Regions from separate parts of the Mus musculus genome. Here region 1 is linked to region 2. A link is a contact called in public HiChIP or PLAC-seq data. All regions are on one chromosome and are shown on one strand. Each heading gives the region's core, a stretch centred on a gene start, on an enhancer-like site or on the middle of the called end of the contact. The rest is flanking DNA. Distances are from core to core; before and after follow the strand shown. Region 1 overlaps Tubgcp3 (tubulin, gamma complex associated protein 3). Region 2 has its middle 200 kb from the start of Gm33029.

Region 1 (3,942 bases), core at 208-2,707, 580 kb after region 2:
TGCACATTATTTTACCTTTTGCATTTAAATTTTGCAGGCGGTTCAGCTTTATAGCTCTCCCCAGACAATCAAGCATCTCTGAATGAAACACGCCAGATGACCTGAACTTAGTGTATATCTGTGTCCCTTCTGCTGCTGACCGGTGACATCTGGTGAGACCACCAGTGTGCACACAACTGCCACCATGCTAGTATCAGAAGAGCAAATCTTATTTGTTTGGTTGTTTGGTTGTTAATAGACAGGGTCTCACTACACCTCTGGTTGACCTGGAACTCACTGTGTGGACTCTGAGATCCGCCTGCCTCTGCCTCCTGAGTGCTGGGATTAGAGGTGTGCGCCACCACGGCCTGCCTAGAACTACACACTCCTAAAGGCTGGTTTCAGTAGGCTATTATATATAGTTGAACAGCTTTCTGGAAGGGTGACACTCAGGTCACACTGAGTATCATGATTACTTTACAAGTCACATCACAGATGACAACTCTTACCACAGAGACGGTAAGTGACAGCTACAGCACAATCCTGTGTCTGTCAGTCTCACACAGGCTGCTGGGCATGGATCAGGAGATTATGTGTGTGCAAATCCCACGGCTCTTCAGAATTACCCACAAACCACTGCAGTCAAGAGCTATCCCAATAGCACCAAAAGGAGACACTCCTGCTCCTGCCTGTGATATGCTGCTAGGCCCCTCACACAGACACTGTTACAGGAACACTACTCAAAAGTAAAACTAACCTCACTGTGCCAACTACACGACTTGCCTTTCATTACCCCAAGACCAGGCACCTAGAAAGAGCAGAGACCCAGGCTAGCAAGAGCAAGAAACCCCACCAACAGCCTGATCTGTCTGATGGATCTTATTAATTCCAGGACATTGGGAACACACAGAAATGTTCTAAGGAAACCTAGCTCATGTGAGTCACTAAACAAGCCAGCTTCCCGGTAGTGACAGCAGCAGCCGACTCTGAGGCTGCGGTAGAGACCCTGGGATACCACCACTGCTGGGGTTCTGAAGCTTGGCGACAGCAGTGAGGTGAGCACTCAGTCTGACAGCGCGCACAGCTTCCTCCGACTCACAGTAGGCTGCATGCTGCCTCAGTGTGGAGATTCAGCAGAAACGCTACTGCCACCGCTCATGGCGACTGGCCAGCCACGAGAAAACAGGAGTTAAAAACGTACCTCAATTTCACGCTGTTTCTTTTTCTCTTCAAACTGCAGACGCCTCTGCAGCTCCTCCAGAGCTGCTCTGTACATCACGTCCTGGGCATTCTGAAGTTCAATGATTTGGTCAAACACGGCTCTCAGTTGGTTTAAAAGCACCTGAAAAATCAGCATTTTAAATGAACAGAGCCTCAGATGCTAGTGAGGCATCTCTGCTTAAATATTCGTGTGCTTTGGGGTTGCCTCCTCTAAAGCTCGGGGAGACTGGAAGAGTGTGTGTGACTCAGAAGCCCTAAGAGTGGGCTGTCCTTAAGTAACATCTACTGCAAGTGTGAACTGAGGACACAGACATGCTAATACCACATAGGTGCTTTGTGTGTGCCTAGACCTGTGTACACACCTCCAGAGCCACACAGCAACACAAAAATGGACAAGCTCCTCCTAGTCCTTGCTTTGTGTGGAGATACCATGATCAAGGCAGCTCTTGAAGAGCCTAATGGGGTTTGCTTACAGTTTCTGAGCGTTAGGCCATGTCTACCATAGTGGGAAGCAGACATGCATGGACTGGAGCAGTGCTGAGAGCTTTACATCTGATCCCCAAGCAGAAGGCAGAGGGAGGAGACTGGGCCTAGTACCAGCTTTTTGAAACATCAAAGCCCACTCCCAGTGACACATCTCCTTCAACAAGGCCACACCTCCTAATCCTTCCCAAACTGTTCCACTAACTGGGGACCAAGTCTCTGAACATATAAGCCATCCTCAGTCAAAGTCCTGCCCTGTCCTGCTGAGATGTCAAGCAGCAAAAATGACAGCTGAGCTAACTCTGCACCCACGTGAGACTGGAGCCTTTGCTGAGCAACTCTGCGAGCACACTAACCTAAGAACACAGGGACTCGTGCAAAGTGCACAGTGCAATAGGGCCTTTAGCCTGCACAGCAGCGCAGGGAGACAGAAGGCCTGATCAGGTGATGCCGCTGCATGCCACAAGCCATGTGGCTCATGATGAATGCAGTCTCAAGCAAGTGTCCTGATCTCTGTCAGAATTTATTTTATGAAACATTAGAAAACAAAGAAAGGAGACAGTCCTGTTTAAATTTTAATATGGTTATAACTGCCTGGTTTATTTTTCTATTGTAGTCATGACAAGAACAACTTGTTTTTTGAGTACTACGTCCCTGAGCTTACTAACTGATACTTCTTTTGAGTGGAGCATGCACTGTGGGCTTCTTCAGTCTGCTCTGAGGGTCTGAGCTGCCCTTTCTACTGTGCTGCTCAGGGCTTTTTCCCTCAATGCTGCACAATCAAACGGAGATACACACATGTCTGCAACTGTCATTTCCCCACCTTAACTGGATCATGACAACTGACTTCCTCACAGTGTAAAAATATGAAAATACCACACTTAAAATTAATAAGTCCAAAACATTACTTTTTTACTGTTTTATATAATAGACTTCTTTCTTAGGAACAACTAATGACAAAATGTTCTGGAGCCAGTTGTGGCAGCTCATACCTATAATCTCAACACTGGAGGCTGAGGCAGGACAATCACAGATTCCAGGCTAGTCTGAGACCCTGTTTCTAAAGCAAGCAAACAACACCCAATCGGCTTACTGAACAGCTTAAGACACAACCTCAGGGCTAAGGGAGCCTAAGGCAGCGCTCCTTCAGTGAGGCTGGCTGGGGACCAACTCCAAACAACTAGTCCCTAGAACTACCTCCCTATAGGCAGAAGACTCTTTGGACTTTGCCACATCTACAGCTATTCTATAAATTCAAGAATTAGGGTGACTCAACTTGTCTCACACAGACATTTCCCATCTTCTATGAGCTCAGCCCCATGGTCAGCAGAGCCATAGAATGCAGGATGCCAGTGTGGGTGAAGTCCTTAGCAATTCCAACATTTGCTGAAGAGCAATACACCTGGTGACGTCCACACCTGTTTCCTTTGCAGAACGACATATAACCTGACTTCTACAGCTTGAAAAGAGCGGCAGCTGCATTTACGAGTTGGTTGCCATGGTGAATCATATAATTTAATTTCCACAAATTTACATTGTGCCTCTGAAAAGAGAACCCTGGATTCACAATGAGAGGCCACCATCTGCCTGAACATTGACTTTGACCCACAAATGGGTGCTTCATGTCTTAAGCACATTACAGAGAATGGCCAGGACCTGTGGGTACCATTATGCAGTCACCAGTATACTGATGCCATAAGAAATACTTCCATAACAAACATGCATGCCAGGTAACAGATGTGAAACCCACTGTACTATCAACCTCCGAGACTGGACTTAGTGGGAATAGTCAGCAGGACCCCAGATGACTTTAGAAGCCCATTTCACGAGTTACTAATTCTGTTCAAAGGATGTTAGCACTCTATTCCACCTCCTCTGCATCTAGAAAGCAAATTTCATTTAGAGTTATCTTTGATCACTAGATGTTCACATACACACACACACACACACACACACACACACGCACGCGCACACACACACACACACACACATGCACACACACGCATACTCTTTAATAATTATGTTTATCCAAACACTTCTCCCCAGCATAGGCTGATGCAGACAAACAGAAAACAAAACAAAAGCCTCGGTAAAGTCCAGGCAGAAGCTGGACACGAACCCAGAATATCCCGACCACGCACACTGTGAGAAATGCTCTCAAGGAGTCAGCCTGATGCGCAGTTCACTGCTTGACACTCAGAATGTGTTCTTTCTCAACCCAGACCTTTAAAGAAAAATCAGAATCCAGAAAGCCTTGCT
Region 2 (3,503 bases), core at 491-2,990:
TAGGCACAACAGGGAGATGGAGGAGAGAGAGCAAGGTGGGCAGCACCTGCCAACTTTTCCTTATTCCTCCCACAAGGCCAGTGCTGTTTTAGCTCCTCCCACAGGGGCGGGGCAGAGCTGGCTGCCCAATGGGTGCCTGCCTCCTACCATGACAAAGATCCTTTACTGAAGGTTTGGCCAACCTCCTTGCTGAGCATCGGTCTCCCAGTATGAGATTGGAACCCTGCAGTCAGGTCTGCCCAGGACTCTGCCTTGCATACATGCTGCTCTCCTTCTGGAAGGTTCTCCAGGAGCTAGGGAATAGAGCACTCTGAAGGAGACACCAGCGTCTGGGTCAATAGACCTGGGTACTAGTGAGCTTTTGTGGCTTTATGATTGGAGAGGCGAGTTGTTCTCTGAGGGCAGCTGAGATGTGCTCTAGGGCGTCACAGACACTTAGGGACATTGGGGGCTAGAAGACAATGGACAAGCTGCACAGACTCGCCTGTGTTCCATCTGCTTTAGGTCCATAAGTAGGGAAAGGGAAATGTTCAGGACAAAACAGCTGGCGGTTTGACAATGACTTTAGAACCTACATGTAAGAGATTGTAAGAAGAGGAAATTATGTTTTACCTGCAACAGCCCAGCCAACATAAATAAATAAAATCACACTTGCCAGCCAACATAAATAAATAAAATCACACTTGCACCCATGCAGCTGGAAAGCTGAAACACGCAATCAGAAGCTTGTTGCCAACAGTTTCTTAGACAGATCTCAGCCTGATTCCAGGAGAAAACCTGTAGTGATTTTAATAATTAAGGCATGATCAAATGTTTGTCCTTAATAATTAATGGAAAAATACCAGGATGAAAATTTAAGCTATTGCTCTATGTGGAGGTTCATGTTAAGACACGTATTTAACTCTCTGTCCTATGAGAAACAAGACAGAGGGCAGAATGCATGTGTGCAGGGCCTGAAGCAGGAGGCCCTGGAAGGAGTTGTGTGTTCAAGGTCCTTCTTTTTGTTCCCAGTCTGCAGGCCAAGCCCTCAAACCTAAGCTTGCAGGAATGCTTTGCACATGCGGTCTCTGATGGAGCAAGGGACTCCTGGCTTTGGATAGCAGACACTCTGTGATCCTCTGCAGTCCTTGGAACCCTAATCAGTTTCTGGGGTAGGAGTGCAGATGACAGAGGAAATACATGCATGTATATGTTTGTATGTGTGTCTGTGTGTCTGTGTGTCTGTGTGCCTGTGTGTCTGTGTGTCTGTAGAGCCAGACGCCAACAATGGGTGTCGTAGTCCCACTTTACCTTACTTTTTGAGACATGGTCTCTCACTGAACCAGGATTCAGCTAGACTGGCTAGCCAGCAAGCTCCAGGGAACCTCCTGTCTCTGCCTCCTCAATTCTGGGATTATAGGTACACCACTGCACCAAGTTTCCATGTGGGTATGGGGAGTTGAACTCAGATCCTCATGTCTGCGTGCTTTCCTTACAGCTATCTCCCCAGCCCCCAACCCTGGTCACTTTCTACAAAGGGGAAGTGTGCTAGTTGTGCTGTGTGCCAACTGTACTGTCTAAAGGTTCTCTGACATAAGCTCCATTTGAGGTCACACATTACCGCCTTTAGGTTGACAGTGAGGGTTTGTAGGTGGCATCAGCCTTTGCCACTACCTCAAATCCCAGCATGAGTCCTCAGAGCTCCACCCTGGTGCTCTCTGCTCCTGAAGCCCCAGTACTGCACCGTATCTGGGTGGTGACAGTGCTGGCCCTTCAGCAGCCTGCAGAGCAGCAAGCATCACTTATAAGATGCAGCACACACACACTCTTCGGGGCTGCAGTGTAGGGCCATGTGTAACGCAAACTAAGAAAAAGACACTTAAATAGGTGTCATTTGAGGCATAAAACAATCAGAAGGCTCTGCCGGATAATGAAGATTACACTGAATTGTGTAAACAGATCCGCAGCTTTCAGAGCGGCCGTGCTCTGCCAGGCAGCTTCCGCTTTCCCTTCAGCAGCAATTTCTTTACATCGTGCAAGTTTATTTTCAGCATTTGCCTTTTTATAGATCAAAACAGACCTCCAGGTAGTGCCTTTGGAGAAACACCCTTTCCGTCTCATCAGCAGATAGAGCTTGCTGGAAACTGAAGGGCCATGCTGCCCTCTTCCAGCGCCATCCAGAGAGTTCGGACTAGTGGCTGGCCGCAGTTTCTGTCTGATGCTGGGAGTTCTTGTGTTTCCCATGCCTCTCCCTTCCTTTCAAGTTATCTGTCTCCATTCTACATCCTCGTGCCTCTGGTATCAGTCGGAATTAGACAGGAAGTCCATTGTGTCATCTTCCTCTGCTGTGTGGCAGCATGCAGTGGCCTTGGACTTTGGAGGAAAGCCATGACAAAGCATAGTATGTTATAGACTAGGAGGAATGGATTGTAAGGAAGGGTGGAGGCAGCCATCTTCCACCTGTAAGTCCTTCCTTCAGTAGTGTCAGCAGAGTCAGAGGACCCCAGACTAGGTTCCAGGCACATGTACCCCTATCCTCCTGCTGGAAGGCATCAGGGCAGATCACAAGCTCCCCCTAATAACTTTGCCTCTCTCTCTCCTTGTCTCCTCCCTCCCCCCTCTCTCCTCCTATCTCTACAGCTGCTGTAGTTTACTGGGGAATGTGATCATGTGAGGTATTGAGTTTACTCCCTGGAAGGTCACACTTGACCACTGGGTCCTGTACATTTTCACAGATGTCTTGTTCTTGTCCTTTCTGAACTGAGTCTAATGTTCCCGATATAGAGCTGACCTATGTGCTACATCTGCTTGCAGCCACCAAGCTACCTCTGTGGGGTTGTGTTGCTGAGCTGAGTGGTGTCCCACTTTTCTACAACCCTAACCTGATTCTGTCCCCTTTCTCCAAGACCTGTGTATCTCCATTATATACTATATTACGTATCTCCATTGGATACTATATTGCAGGTCTCCATTGGATACTATATTGCAGGTCTCCATTGGATACTACACACACACACACACACACACACACACATACACGGATCTCCATTGGATACTACACACACACACACACACACACACATCTCCATTGGATACTACACACACACACACACACACACACACACATCTCCATTGGATACTACACACACACACACACACACACACACACACACACACACACATCTCCATTGGATACTATATTGGGGATCTCCACTGGATACTATATTGCCCTCCACCATGGGTCTCCTTCAGCTCTTGTCAGATAGATCTGCATCCATCCTTGGGTTTTTCTAAATCTCCATCCTAAGGGTGCTGCCCATCACATGCAGTAGACGCTCTAGAAACTCTTGCCTACCGTTGTGTAGTCAAGACACACACACCTCACAGGGCTTGTTGGGCTCATGCTCTGGCATCTCTCTGCCTCTAAGCTGACAGGACACAGTCATGCTCCTGCAGTAAGCAGACCAGAGGTGTGGCTACTGTTCCAGTGACTCTTTGGAGGTTAATTTGATTGTCATATGTCA

What was found. HiChIP or PLAC-seq counts read pairs in DNA pulled down with a chosen protein or histone mark.
Region 1: an H3K27ac HiChIP or PLAC-seq map of SST interneurons shows a contact between it and region 2, with 6 times the contacts expected there. The contact joins two enhancer-like sites. A contact is called at or near these places in 2 of 115 datasets of contacts at active chromatin or transcription factors (SST interneurons and large pre-B cells) and 1 of 9 other capture datasets (embryonic stem cells).

What each region holds. Positions count from the first base shown.
Region 1 is chr8:12,620,619-12,624,560 of GRCm38.p6, forward strand. It overlaps Tubgcp3 (tubulin, gamma complex associated protein 3), which reads right to left. Exons shown (of 22, transcript NM_198031.1): 20 at 1,181-1,321. Among named protein-coding and RNA genes, the nearest start is that of Tubgcp3, 50 kb to the right of the region's middle. Within about 2 kb of position 1,458, at least 7 of the 459 cell types and tissues checked have an H3K27ac peak or open chromatin away from gene starts, as enhancers often do. A contact at or near this core is called in SST interneurons, where this site is marked.
Region 2 is chr8:12,039,586-12,043,088 of GRCm38.p6, forward strand. No RefSeq gene overlaps it. Among named protein-coding and RNA genes, the nearest start is that of Gm33029, 200 kb to the right of the region's middle. Within about 2 kb of position 1,741, at least 13 of the 459 cell types and tissues checked have an H3K27ac peak or open chromatin away from gene starts, as enhancers often do. A contact at or near this core is called in SST interneurons, where this site is marked.